Linked DNA regions of Mus musculus: region 1 is linked to region 2. Evidence: chromatin contacts called from public Hi-C data. All regions are on one chromosome and are shown on one strand. Each heading gives the region's core, a stretch centred on a gene start, on an enhancer-like site or on the middle of the called end of the contact. The rest is flanking DNA. Distances are from core to core; before and after follow the strand shown. Region 1 has its middle 35 kb from the start of Gm34672. Region 2 overlaps Ntrk2 (neurotrophic tyrosine kinase, receptor, type 2).

The links. Hi-C and Micro-C count contacts between places; a contact is called where the count stands out from the background.
Region 1: a contact with region 2 is called in a Hi-C map of cerebral cortex, with 4 times the contacts expected there. The contact joins two enhancer-like sites. A contact is called at or near these places in 1 of 484 Hi-C or Micro-C datasets (cerebral cortex) and 2 of 115 datasets of contacts at active chromatin or transcription factors (both in embryonic stem cells).

Annotation. Positions count from the first base shown.
Region 1 is chr13:59,286,871-59,293,832 of GRCm38.p6, reverse strand. No RefSeq gene overlaps it. Among named protein-coding and RNA genes, the nearest start is that of Gm34672, 35 kb to the right of the region's middle. Within about 2 kb of position 4,507, at least 10 of the 459 cell types and tissues checked have an H3K27ac peak or open chromatin away from gene starts, as enhancers often do. A contact at or near this core is called in cerebral cortex, where this site is marked.
Region 2 is chr13:58,933,251-58,940,349 of GRCm38.p6, reverse strand. The region is part of intron 12 of Ntrk2 (neurotrophic tyrosine kinase, receptor, type 2); the gene reads right to left. Among named protein-coding and RNA genes, the nearest start is that of Ntrk2, 130 kb to the right of the region's middle. Within about 2 kb of position 4,204, at least 19 of the 459 cell types and tissues checked have an H3K27ac peak or open chromatin away from gene starts, as enhancers often do. A contact at or near this core is called in cerebral cortex, where this site is marked.

The sequences.
Region 1 (6,962 bases), core at 3,258-5,757, 350 kb before region 2:
GAGGATTAATTTATGTTCCTGCCAACAGTGTAGTGTAGTTTTCTTTTCTCCGTATCCATATTCTCTCCAGGACCTGACAATGTTTATTCCCACTGGAGACATTCTGACCAGGTAAGATGAAATCACATCGCACAGAACATTACCTCATGCATAAGTCAACCGTTGCATATCTGCCTGGGGGGGGGGATGTCTTTTTGGGGTCATTTGTCTATTTAAATATATCAGGTTTTTTTTTAACTCTTTTTTTTCCATATCTTGTTTTGTCTTCCAAACTCTCCCAGTCCTAAATTTCCTAAGAGAGGGAGTGTCACTATTTTTCTTTTCCAATTACAATGGTCCTCATTCTTTCAGAAGCCAGCTAACATAAATGCAAAATGGACAGAGTGTGTTACATTGCTTCTAAAGCAGTAATTATTCATGGGAAGCAAAGGAGAGCTCTCTATGAGATAAGAAGCATGCATTTCTGGTTTCTTACTTGGTGGACAGACAAATGCCTTGGGAAGTGGGTTAAAAGTTTACCAAAATACACTTGGGTTATCTGCTCAATTTTAGATACAGGATCGATCAGTCTTAGCAGAGCATTTCAGAGCTTCAGGAAGGCTCTCACTGGCTTAATACAGTGATGAAGACAAAAGCCAGACCCCAGGAGGGGTCAGACAGAGCGATCCAATTAACATCTGTTAGGAGTGACTCAGCTCTGGCTTCAAGGTTAGCTTGTTGCTGATGTCAATGTGTCAGAACCGAGATGGTAATCACTGACCCCGAGCCCCTGAAGCTTGGCAGGCAGCTGTGGCAGCTGCGGGAGATAAGCAGCTTTTTGCTGAGGTAGCAGATTCCTGTTGGAATGTATACTTTCTTACTAAAAAAAAGTAACAAAACAAAACAAAAAAAATGGACCCAATACCAAATCCAAGTCTAGGTTAACCTTGGTCCTGCCGAACAGAGAGAGCCAAGACACACTCCCTTCTCCCACCCTTCCTCCTCAGGCCTCTGGCAATGTTCTCTTTCACTGATTAATCCTGAAGACAAAAGAGAATGAGGTAGACAGTGGGTAAAGAAGAGCGATCTGGTGTGGCTGGTCAGCAGAGGGGTCTGGTTATTAAAGCAAAGGTTTTAGATGGTATGCACCTTAGCTAGGTACATAACCTAGCCTACATACAAGATACACACAAGCTGAAACGACTGTGCATCTAAGTGTTTTCCCGACTTCAAATCAGAAAGATATTCTTTCTCTCTCTCTCTCTCTCTCTCTCTCTCTCTCTCTCTCTCTCTCTCTCTCTCCCTCCCTCCCTCCCTCTCCCTCTCCCCCTCCCCCTCCCTCTCCCTCTCCCCCTCCCTCTCCCTCTCCCCCTCTCTCCCTCCCTCCCTCCCTCCCTCCCTCCCTCCCTCCCTCCCTCCCTCCCTCCCTCCCTTCCTTCCTTCCTTCCTTCCTTCCTTCCTTTCAGACAGGGTTTCTCTCTCTGGTTAGCTTGGAACTCACTCTGTAGACCAGGCTGGCCTCAAACTCACAGAGATCCACCAGCCTCTGCCTCTCAAATTGTGGGATTAAAGGCATGTGCCACCCCATGCCTGGCTGAGGGGTCTGTAGATCTAGAGTTGGATTTATATATTTTTTAAAAAGCAAACCCCCAAAACATAGAACTAAGCATTGTTTCCATCGCAGTGGGCAGCTCTGGAGCAGCAGCAAATGGCTGCCCGTAGCACCACCTTGGGGGGAAGAGAAATGTCTGTCTATTCTGCCCCCTTCCTTCCTGTGCATTCACAATACCCATTATTACTCAATGAAAATACCAACACCAATACCAAGGAGCCACCATGTGGTTGCTGGGATTGGAACTCCTGTGTGTTCTCTCTCAAAGAGCAGCAGACTGGAACTGCAGTTAGTAGTGAGGCAGAGGATGAGTTGGTGGGGGGGGTTGGGTCTCCATGGGGGGCCTTTAGAGGCTCTTTACAAGGACAGGGGCATGGAGAATCTGTTCTTTTTTTCTTTTCTTTTCTTGTGAGAATCACCTAGCACACACCTCCCTTATGAGATGCAGGTGACAATTGCGCCTCATTTGAGGGGCGATTTTGTGTTAGTTGAGACTGACTTTTTTTTTTTTTCTGGTTTTTCTTGGCTTTTAACTGGGACATGTAAGCCAAGATCCTGCGAGTAGCAGCACTCTGTCTCCTCACTGGCCCCAGACTGTGGAGACTGGCATGTATTTAGGATGCCATAGATCAGTGGTGGCAGGGTTGGCAACAGGAAGGGAGTTCGATACTGTCTACAGATGAAAACGACCAACAACAAGGTGCACATGAGAGGGAATCATACTCAGGGGATAATGAAATCCACAAGCCTTGGCCAGCTGGCAGGGTAGGTGGCGTCCTAGGAGGGCATTGTGTGGGCGAGGAAGAGCGCTGGTGTCAGGGTGGCCTGGTGTTGGGGGAACACAACCCTTTAGTTGCTGGTTGTTTATCTTCATAACAATGTTTACTGGGGTCCTCCAGTATTTTTCTGATGGGAAATATTGCCATGCAGAATAAGACCTTCAAGGAAAAGATGCACACCTCTGAGCTTTCAGCACGCAACTGGTTTGTAAGGTAGATTTCCCGCCATACCTGGCGATCCTTCCTCACCTCCTTCTTTTTCCTTTTCTCTCTTCATTTCTGTATCCACCTCTCTCTTTCTCTCTCTCCCAGTCCCCCTCCCCCTCCCTCTCTCCCTCCCTCCCATCTTTCTTCCTTTCTCTCTTCCTTTCTCTCTCTTCCTTTCTCTCTCTCTTCCTTACTCTCTCTTTCTCTCTTCCTTTCTCTCTCTTCCTTTTTCTTTCTCTCTCTCTCTCTTTCTTTCTTTCCTTCCTTCCTACTTCTCTATCTCTCTTTCTCTCTTTCTTTCTCTCTTTCTTTCTTTCTTTCTTTCTTTCTTTCTTTCTTTCTTTCTTTCTTTCTTTCTTTCTCTCTTGCTATCAAGCATCAAAAACAGTTGGCTGTGACAATGCCTGGCCCGGCCCCGCCTTTACTTCTTTCTTTGAGAGTGGGTTTTACTGATCTGCCTAGGCCAGCCTTGAACTTAGGATCCTTCTGCCTCAGCCTTCTAAACAACTGGGATTACAGATCTTCAACAGGAACCTGGCTACTTTTCAGCTCCTAACTGGTCTGTTTTCCCTATGGGGACCATTCCAAGTGTGTGCTCTGTGTGGAACAGAGAGCACATGGATGAGAATCGGCAGTTCACAGAATTCTCTTGGTGTTAGTCTTCATAGGACATAAAGCTCACCCTCCAAGCTGTGTGGAGGGGCTTTCTCCCAGGGCCTCTCTAATCCTGAAGTTAAACATTCTGGCCTCCACTAGGGGCTTCTTCTACCAGGCCCTGTAAGAGTGAAGACACCAAAGACAGTGTTAACAATGACGTGTGACTAGCATGGCCGGCTTTGACCACCACAACTTCACCTACTTCATTTCTGGGCTGCACTGGCTTCCCTTGGTCCTGCTTTAAAAGATCATAGGAAAGATGTTAGCTGCTGTATTGCTGGGATGGGTTTCTGTGCTGTACCAGGGCTGGGAACTAAGCTAAGCTTGGATGCAAGGAGTGACGCTGTTTGTACTTACACCATGAAGACGAGCCTTTCACAGGTAAAGAGAAACACGAGGGTTCTTGAATGCTTCCTCTTTTGTTCATTAAGGATCAAGACTTACCTTAGATTGTCAGAACGCAAAGAAAGTGGCTTAACAATCAGATTGATCTCAAGGTCTGGAAAGGCAGCCTGGCTCCCAGTCTCTCAAATTCGTGCCCCTGTGTGACAGGCACTAGGAGACAGGGAGCCCCTTAATGAAGGCTTCCCTCTGCTGTAGCCATTGCGCTACAAGCAGAGTGAAGGAGCCGATCTTTTGAATGTAACATATCAGAACACACTGTCACCCATGTATTCAGAGTTATCCAGAGCATTAGTTAACATAATGTGCATGAGTCTAGTAACTTAAGTTTGTCTTTCAGGCTTACACCCCTCTCCCCAACACACTGCTCTGAACCATGCCCAGTATTGTGAGGCTGGTCTCATGCAGCGTACTCTATAGCTCTCCACCTTAGTTTTTGAGACAGGGTTTCCGCACTGAACCCAAATCTTGACATTGAGTTTAGTCTGGCACCTTGAGGTGACAGGCAAGTGCTGTTAACACTTGGCTTTAAGGGTGTGGGGAGATTTGAACTCTGGTCCTCATGCTTTTGTTAAGCAAACACTTTCCCACCGAGAGCCGTCTCCTCAGCCCCAGGAAATGAGTCTTACTAATCGGTAAATGATACTTCCGTTCATGACTCGAGTTGTACTGAGATTTATGCTTGACCGGGCTGGAAGCAGCTGGAAGAAGCGGTCCTCCGCGGTGTCAGGAGTGAAGAGCGAAGCAGGAGCAGATCTTTCTGCAGGTGGGGAAGACACCGTGACATCCTCACTTCAGGGTGGGGTGATGAGCCTCAGGGCTGAGGGCTGTGCTTTACCGGTCTTTGCAGCTTGTCCATGGGAGGGCACTGGTGTTCTAGGTTGGCAGCCTGTTCTGGGGAGACACTGAGCCCACATCTTCCAGACTGGTTAACCACTCACCCCACATCCGTGGCATCAAAGATGTGCGTGTGCGTGTAGTCTTCCTTTGGGACTCTGTTCTTTTGCCCAGTTTAGTCTTCTGTGGTCTTTTGTGGTCTTCTGAGTCTATTCACGCTATTAAACCTACTGCCCTTGTGTTAAAGGGCTGAGCACTGGTGCATAGCAAACTTATGAAATGAATACAAGGAGTTAGCAATTCAGTACATCTTCGGAAGAGGAGGCAGGAACCTCTGTGGACCCCCAGAGGAAGGAACAACAATTTGCCTAGTGGGAGGAAGTGGCAGAAAGAGGTTGAGAGAGAGAGAGAGAGAGAGAGAGAGAGAGAGAGCAAATGTCAGGCTTTCTTTTTTTTAAATCTAGTACATCTCAGTTTGGATCCTTAGTTCTAGGTGAGGAAGTACCGAGGTAGGTGTGCCCAGTTATGGGAGGGACATTGAACATTCAGAACCATCGAGTGTGTCTCACAGGGTCCTTTGGCATCTGCACCTAGATACCCTCTGAGGGCTCAGTGTGTATGATCTAATAGGTACATTTGGAAAGAGATGCCTGAGAGGGTCCCTGCAGAAGTCACTGAGGGAATAAAAAAAAAAAAGAAAAGAAAAGAAAACTCGGTTCGACTTGACTTCATCAAACTGAATCAAACATCTAAAGAGTCCGATGCCTGGCAGTTTATTGGCGGCATATTTAAACAATAGAATTGGGGGAAAAGTTTCCAGGCAACACTCATTCCAATTCCAGGTGCACAATAAAGCTTAAGGCATGGCTACATAGAAACCCCTTTACAAAGTACATGTGAACATGAAGATGTATTCTAGAGCTCAAAGGCTTAGACTCTAGCGGGGTCTCTGACAGGGACAGCACAGAGGTCAGCAGGCTGTGGATTATATGTGACATCCCCTGCTAAAGATATGCTCTATTGCCTGAGAGCTAAAGGCCATGGGAGGGAACGTCTGGGATGGAAAAGTCTGGAGTGCTTGGGTGAAGTCTGCCTCTACAAATAGCAAAAGGTCTCCAGGTCATTAACAATATCCACTCCTAGCGTTCTGGGTGGAAAACAGGTTCTTCCTCATTTAAGGAGATACTCCTGCATGATTAACACTCCTGGTTTCCCTTGTCTGTGGGCAAAAAGATGTTCGTGGCCCCGGCAGATGCCAAAGACACAGCAGTGTTCAGTATACAGCTGTCAAAGTGTGTGTGTGGCAACATGGCTCGTGTAGCTGCTCATAGTGTTGGGTCACAGCATTCTGTAGATGCACCAGGTGTTATGCTCTTGATGGATCCCCATGGTAACTACTTAAAATAAGTGCGTTTGCTGCATGCCATGGGGTAGATTCCGTTGCTGTGTGGTTTGTGGATATGTGTCTTACATCCTGAGTTGGAACGTGAAGGGTCTAGTAAATACCTCACTATATCAGCAAGCTCCTGTATGGACAGAAATTGCTCCCTCAGGGCAGGGAGACCCCAGCGGTCTTAGTCTGCGTGGCAGACATTAAACCTTTTGAGTGCTATCATTTGTAAAATAAGACCTCACATCCTCAGCTAATTTATTTTTATGCTGCCTTTTTGATTGAGTTGCCGCACGAGGAAACATCGATAAAAGCATTCATTAATAAGTAGGGCTTCTCTGGTTGCATCGGGGTGGGTTGTGTCTTGTGGATTGGCACCAGGGAAACACGTGTGGTTTGTTGTGGGTTGGATATAAACTGTCTTTGTCTTTCCCCTGAAGTTCAGCAACAGTGTATGCCAGCACTGATCTGAGGCCTAGATCCAGGTTCATCTAAAGTTTGAAATTTGGCTTTTATTGAATTTTAAAAATACATTGAAACGGTGTTTTTGTATAACTTTAAGGAAAGAAAATAAAAAGCATTGGATATATATCCATATGTATATGAATGCATATATTTCTATAGGCTAGGAGATAGATAAGATAAATCTGAGAGAAGGTACAGAGGAAGTGTGTTATTCTCTCTCTCTCTGTGTGTGTGTGTGTGTGTGTGTGTGTGTGCGCGCGTGTGCGCATGCCCATGTGCTTATTCTTTAAGTTTACATCTGATTATGAAACCAAATCTCATGGTTGATTTAATTGTATACTGGGCTGTTTCTTGCTGTGAATTTTTTCTTTAGACTTTGGAGATTCTCAAGAAACTCTGAAACCTTTCCTTAATTACTTTTAATCTCATCCATCTTTCCTCCTTCCAATGTTTTTAATACATATTTTTGTCTGGCATCTATAGAAGCTTTATGATATTATAACACTCTATTACAAGTCATAGCTAAGAATTCAGGAGCTAAATAGAAGTTCAAGTTGTATAAATTAGAATTATTATTATTTTTAACTCACGAGTATGCTCAGCAAAATACAAATCTATTCTATCAATAAAAACT
Region 2 (7,099 bases), core at 2,955-5,454:
AAATCCACTCAATCTCTACATTTTGGAACCCAGAACAGAACACCAACCTTGTGGGATTTATAATATTTTCTTCTCAGCGAAATCTCTTGCTATTTATAAGAAAGTAAAAACAAAAAGTAATATATATATATATATATATATATATATATATATATATATATATCATGGGAAGGTTTTTATTTATTTATTTTTAACCATCTGGGAGTTTTACAAGCAGTAAGACTGTAAAGATAATTAGGTGGAATGATCTATGCACTGTTATTAAATCCATCGTAGTCAAAGAAGACTGAAAGTATGCAGAGCCGCGTGTATGTACATGTGTGTATGCAAGTGTGTGCATCTTTGCATGTGTGTACTACCGTTCTCTCATCAACACTTAATTTCTCTCTTTTTTCCCCCTCATACACAGACCACCACCACCCATGATTCCGTCCAACCAATGTAAAAGTTTTAAAGCATAAAAAATTAAAGAAAAGATGAAGAAGCTTATTTAGGATATGAGTGCTGTTCAGAAACAGAATGAGAGCTAAATAGAGCAAAATAGCTCCTAAGGAAGATAAAGGTGTGGGGAGGGAATAAGCTAAGCGGGTAGAGGCACCTCCCATCAGGTTATACATAAGTAAGATGGACTTAGCCACCAAAGGATGCTCTCTGAGAGAGGGTGGGGCCTCACAGACTACAGACAGTCTCACCTGGGCCCTAACAAGTTCCCAAATTATAGAAACCAAAGCGGCAGATTATAAGCATCACACAGACTGTCACCCCCGAGGACAAGGGTGACACCTGCTTGGTGGACTCTGGTGTCACCCAGAGCTGAGCTCAGTGTCTTGCCTGATTTTGACACAGCAAAATACCCTAGGTCTTGAATGGCCTCGATGTAACAATCCAAGGAAGAACTCAGTGTGTGTTCTAGGGGACAAGGAGGTGACATGGAGAACGATCTCTAGCGATGACTGAACACTAGAAGACCCAAGCCCAGGAAAGGCTGGAGCAATAGAGCAACCCCAACAGGCCTCTAGATTGCTCCTGGTAGAGTGATTGATTCTTCCACACACAGAATTCGAAAGGCGTGTCCAGCCGCCTTCTCTACTCAGACCTGGGAGGGCCACACGTGGCTGATGGGGAATTAACACACTCAGTCATGGCCTTGGACACATGATGGAGAGGCAATGGGACTGCCCCAAATCAAGGACCCCAACATCAGTACAAAATAAACACTCACTTAGGGAGTCTTTCTTGAAAAGCCTGAAGCATCTTAGGAGGCTGCGTTTTGGTCTCCGTGGGAAGGCAGAAGGGAGTTTACCCCCTGACACTGGAGCATTGGCTGAAGCTGTGCAAACTTACCTGAGAACAGATTCTATTCACCACAGCAAACGGCACAGCCTACATTTTTGTTTAACAGTGCTTCAGAACTGATTACAGTTTGATGGGGATTATTAAAAAGAGATAAAAGGGTGGAAAATAAACATAGGAGTTGTTTCTCCGTCCCTCCTTGGAAACGTAATAAAACTATCAGAAGGAAGGGGGAAAGCTTACTGCTCGTTAGTCTGTGGTTGGGCAGAGATTTTAATTCAGTAAACACAGGCTCTGAGATCTTGTGGCATGTGAGATGGACTTGACCAAATGACTGGAAAATTAGCATATGCCCTTGGCAGTCTCTCCCAGTCCTGGGCTGCCAGAAGGGGGTGCAGAGAGGACTCCATGTGTGGAGGCTGCTCTGTGTCTTTGTGCTGCAGAGGCCAAAGCCAAGTCAGGCCTTTGTGACACTTTGTTCTGCTGTCTAGATTCTGTGCATGGAGGTAGCTGGATATGATATGTCCTCTACCAACCCGTCCTGCCACGCCCCAGCCCTGCTGTGCTAATCTCTCTTAGGATCCCTCATTAGGCTGGCAAGATGGCTCAGCGGTTAAGAACACACTAACTGCTCTTCCGGAGGTCCTGAGTTCAAATCCCAGCAACCACATGGTGGCTCACAGCCATCTGTAATGAGATCTGATGCCCTCTTCTGGTGTGTCTGAAGACAGCTACAGTGTACTTACAAATAATAAATAAATCTTTTTTTTTTAAAAGAATCACTCATTAGATAGTGAAACAACCCCAGGGGGATGCGGAGGGCTGGAAATCAGGGGACATGAGCAAAGGCACTCGATGACATCGGTCAAAAGTACAAATCTGCCATGGCCAGTTGCAAACACGGTCTGGGTTCTCATGCTTCGCACCGAAACCTCCTGACCCAACCTGCCTCATAAGGTAAAAGGTGAAAATCAGGTGCTGGTGTTACCACCAGGCCCCACACTCATGTGCCGAGATCTGCAAGGGCTTCCTGAGACTGGGAGCAGACGCCTTCTCAGTGACTGGTTAACCTGACAATTCACCGTGGTCAAGAATAATCTCTGCTCGATGGCCAGGGCCAGAAGGGGTGAGCACGTTAAACTACGGAAACTGTACTGTTGGGTAAGCTCTGTAGAGCTGTGAGGAGCCCTGGGTAGCCTGTGGAAGACCGTTTGGCACATATTTGCAAAATCAATACCCCTTAACTACCATCAGCATCCTTTAAGTCCTGGGTAGACTCCCTTTTGATTGTAAGGTGAATTTACCCCAAGTTAACCACCACTCATGCAGTAACAATAACCCCTTCAGGGTGCCCAGAAGGTGGTCATGGGCTCAAATAAATCCAAGATGCAGTTGTTTAAATCTTATTTTTTGGCCTGTAGCCAAAGTGGGACATGCGGAAGGAAAGTCTGAAGAGCCTGTAATGGAGACTAAGGGGACGTGACATATGAGCAGTCTGCCGCCATAACTGGTCATGTCTCTCCAGGTACTGCTGTCCTTGAGATCTCTATCCTGGACCATAAAAGCTGCTCTCTGTCTCTGACATGAGTTGCTTAGTTGCTTAGTGAATGAACTGACAGGACATTGTGTGCCCTCTTGCTGGGGTAAAACATCAAAAGTATTTTGTAAAGAATATAAAAGTTTAGTTGGTAAAAAACCAAAACAAAACAAAAAACAAACAAACAAACAAAAAAAAAAAAAACCCACAAAGCTTCCTGGTATATACTCTGTACCAAATACCTTTTAACTAATGGAAGTAGTTCTCATGTAAGAATCATAAACCATACCTCTTGTGTGTGTGATTCTTACTGATGGAAACTCTCAAAGCTGTCCCCAAGCCATGATTTGTTCTAGCGCCCGCAGTAGGTAGGACTCCCCAAAATTCCTTATTGACATGTCTCAGCCCCCCAGACCACCGATGACACAGGGGCCATATGCGTGGGGGGGTAGGAGAGGGGGTGTGATCTACAGAGAACACAGGACACATGGAGATGAATCATAAAACTTTATTGGCTTGTTAAAGAAATGGATGAATTCAGCAAGTACATTTATAGTCTAGCCACACTGTTAAAACAGTACTTAAAAGTAAAATCTTTTTTAAAAAAAGAGATGCATTGTTTACAGGAAATGTGAAAAAAGAGACTTGAAAACCCAGAATATTATAGGGGAAAAAAGGCACAAAAGTGAGTCACGAGCTGCCTCTGGATTCCAGCAAATGGGTTTGGACCCAATAGGGATGAAGCCCAGGGACACATCTTTCTTGAGAATGTCTTGCTACTTCTTATTTGTTTGTGAGTTCATATATGCATCGGCTAAAATTAAGCTGGTGAGAAAAATTCCGGTTCTTTTCCTTGCTTCTTATACGTTTTTCTCCCTCCCAAGAACACTAAGACTCAGAACACAGACAATGGGGTGTAGTGTGGGTTTGGGAGTTGCTTCACTATCACTGGCTACCCTGAAGTGTGAGTCCAGACTAAATGCAGAGTGAATGATTTATGTCATGCTCGAGTAGCTTGGGAGGTCCCTCTGTCCCCGAGACCAGGACAAGGAAATAGTTATCCACACTGGGAAGCCGCCTCTCAAGTGAAAACTGCTATCAAACTTTCTGGGCCGGGAATTCTGTCAACCTAATTTAAGCCTGGCAGCACTCACCCGAAAGCAATTTAAATTCAGGAGAGCCCTCAGCTGTCCCAGGTGCCCTTAGGTAAACTTGACAGATTGCTAAGTATTGAGGTATGCAAAAGGAGCAGAATGTTCTTAATGGCAACTTCTGTACCAGGTTCCTTGGAGTCAGGTCTGCTGAGCTACAGGATCCCGGGAGCTCTGTCATCATAAAGCAGAGAGCCTGGCACAGCCCACACAGCTGGAGGCAGCCACCTCCTGAGCTCCCTGTTGTATGGAATCGTCCCCCTTCAGCGGAGCCCTCCCCGTGAATCTCTAGTCTAGACCAAACAAGATGAAGTGAGTTTCAATTAGAGTGTGAAAGAATGAGATGGAAGCAAAGGGAGGGACTCTAGACAGCATGTATCAAAGCAGGTGGAGGTGTGTTTCACCCCCTCACAGGCAGAAGTCAGCACAGGCTTGAGAGTCTAGTTTGCAAGAAGGGGTGGTGGAGAGTTCAGTGTGTTATAATTAGGCAGAGCTGCCAACAAAACCAGACAACATTCTCTGTCTATCATGGGGTCAGTTTAGAAAGATGGGGGTAGAGGGTGGGGGGGAGCAGAAGCAAGGAAGTGCCCCCTGCTTGTTCTCTCAGCATGCCCCTGAAACTGCATTCAGTCGCACACTCTCTCAGTCACTTACTCTGCAAACCCCTGTGTAAGCCTGCTCAGGCTTCAAGACCCCTAGCTATTGTGAGCTTGGTTCAGGGTCCCGAAGAGTAGAGGGCCAAGATGAAGGCAGAATGCGCTGGTTTTCTTGGCTGTGGGGAGGCCTGAGACTGGAGGGGTGGGAGGGGGGACTGCTGAGCTGATTCTCTCTAATATGTACTGGGGTTCATGTCTCCTACTGGGAGACAGCCCTCTTCAGTCTTAGGACAGTTTCTATGTTGGCTGCTGTGGTGTCAGAAGCTCTTTGTTACTCCATCTCAGCTGCCTGAGCGACCCAACCACGCCCCAGAGACCCAACCATGGCAGGTCAACAAGCTATGGAACCCTATCTCTTTGAGGTGATGTTTTGTAGCTAAGTAGGGCCATCAGTCCACTGAGGCCAGCATGGAGATGGGGGAGCGGGACTCATCTCATCTCATTCTGCTCTCTTGAGAGTCTAGAAGACATGGCACCTGGAGAGAAGGGATTTGTGTCAGATAAAGCGGAGGAGAGTGCTGACTAGGACCAGGATGGCTCTGCACTTGGAGAATGTTGAGAAGACAGGACTGTAGGGACAACCCAGCAAGGTGACAGGGCCTGGGGTCCCAGCTAGGAGGGAGTCACAGGGTAACAGACAGCTGTGCACCTTTGGACGGGTGAAGTTCCTGTCAGAACTTGCTTAATGCACCTGTCAGTGGCAGTCATGAAGAAAGAGAGTTTGCAGGGAAAGACAGACAGATACAGTGGGGAACAATGACTCTCTCTAAGACAGAAGGAACAGACTGGCGGCCCACAGGCAGGCTTTGTTGGCCTACATAATGTTTTAAAAATAACTGTGCCAACTTTTTAAAAATAGGTAGGTTTCATATAAAAATCCAGGTTTCACATCTTCTTTAGAGAATAAGATTTGGAAGCTTGGGTCCTTGCTCCCCCGGGACATGGTTGGCATCCTGACAGTTGCCCCTGGGTTTTAGGCAGGTACTGGCTCACCTAGACCACTGTGAGTGTGGAGACTTGCCTGGCACTGTAATGCCAGTTCCTGTCAGAGAGCACAGACCTAACTCCAGAAAAATAAAAATGTCCCTTCTCTCTTCCTGGCACTGTAAAAATAAAATACACACCATTGTGAATCCTCAGAGAGCAGATTTCTTCTGGGGGACCAAAGAAAGCCAGGGATAAAAGGAAGAGTATAGGAAAGGAATACTGTGTTGCTGATGGCGGTCCTTGGGGGTTATAAAGAAGAAAAGACAAAGAACACAGGAACCATAAGAATCAATTTTCTAATAGCCGCTGCTCTCCTTGTCCCCTGGAAGATGCCAAGTAACGTTTGATATTAAATCTCCTTATCTGTCCACTTCTTTACATCTCAGAACAAAAAAAAAATTACCCTACATTTCTCCTAGCTGTTAACTGAAATTATTCCCCCCCCCCTTTTTTTCTTTCTGATCTGAGGAACCTTATAAAATAATCTTTAAACAATCCATCATCCTCTTATGGAATAACATCAAAGCTTAAGTTTTTTGTTTTGTTTTGTTGGTTTTTTTGGGTGCCAAATGGCCGATATTTAAGAGTGTTGGTCACACTGAGACCCTGGCCTGCCTGCCTGTTTGAATTTCACTCTCCTTTCGGGGGTCAAGATTTCTGCTATTAGCTGGCCTCTGGGTAAGTCAACACCTTTGGGAAAGACAGAGATCTCAGTGGTGACAGGAGCTGTCACTTAGCTGCAGTGGGGGCAGTGCTGGGCAGTGGGGGTGTTCAGGACACGGAGCCTTCTGTGCTGAGACCCACTGTGCACCTGGAGACAAAGCCTCTGAGAGGTCTGTGGAAGTGACTGGCCCTCTCAGGCACAATGTGGTTGGCCAGTGCAAACACTCTAATCCACGGACTCACAAAAAGACCGGAATTGAGCCATACTGTAGTGGCTCAGTATAAAATACTACAGTATTCCCCTGATGTCAAGTGGGGCCTAAACGGGTTCTGGTTTATTAAGATTGATGGACATGCTTACAGAGGATTCAAAATAGTTCCCAAACATGCTGGGATTGTTAAGAGAAAAACCTAAAAATCCTTAAAGATAAACTACCTTTTAAAAAAGGAATGTTAATAAGTTTCCTCTCAAGCTATGCTCTGTGTGTGAGTGTATAATAGAGCTGAGTGTGGTTTTTAAATGAAATATCCCAGCCTGGCTCTGAAGGGGACCTCAAGTGAGAATGGAGGGACAGACAAAGTTGCTGCCTGGTGCAGATGGGATGGATCCCACAAAGGCCACTGCCATGACAAAGTGAATGAGAGGGGTACAGGGACGGGTCAGGTGGGGAGTGGTTGGGGGCTACAGGAATTGGTAGCTGGGAGACTGTTCTTTCAGCAAGGAGCCCACATTCATTAGCAGCTGGCCACCTCTCTGCTGCTGGGTCAGGACGCAGCAGTAGGGCAGCATGCTCCAGGGACTGTCCTTAGAC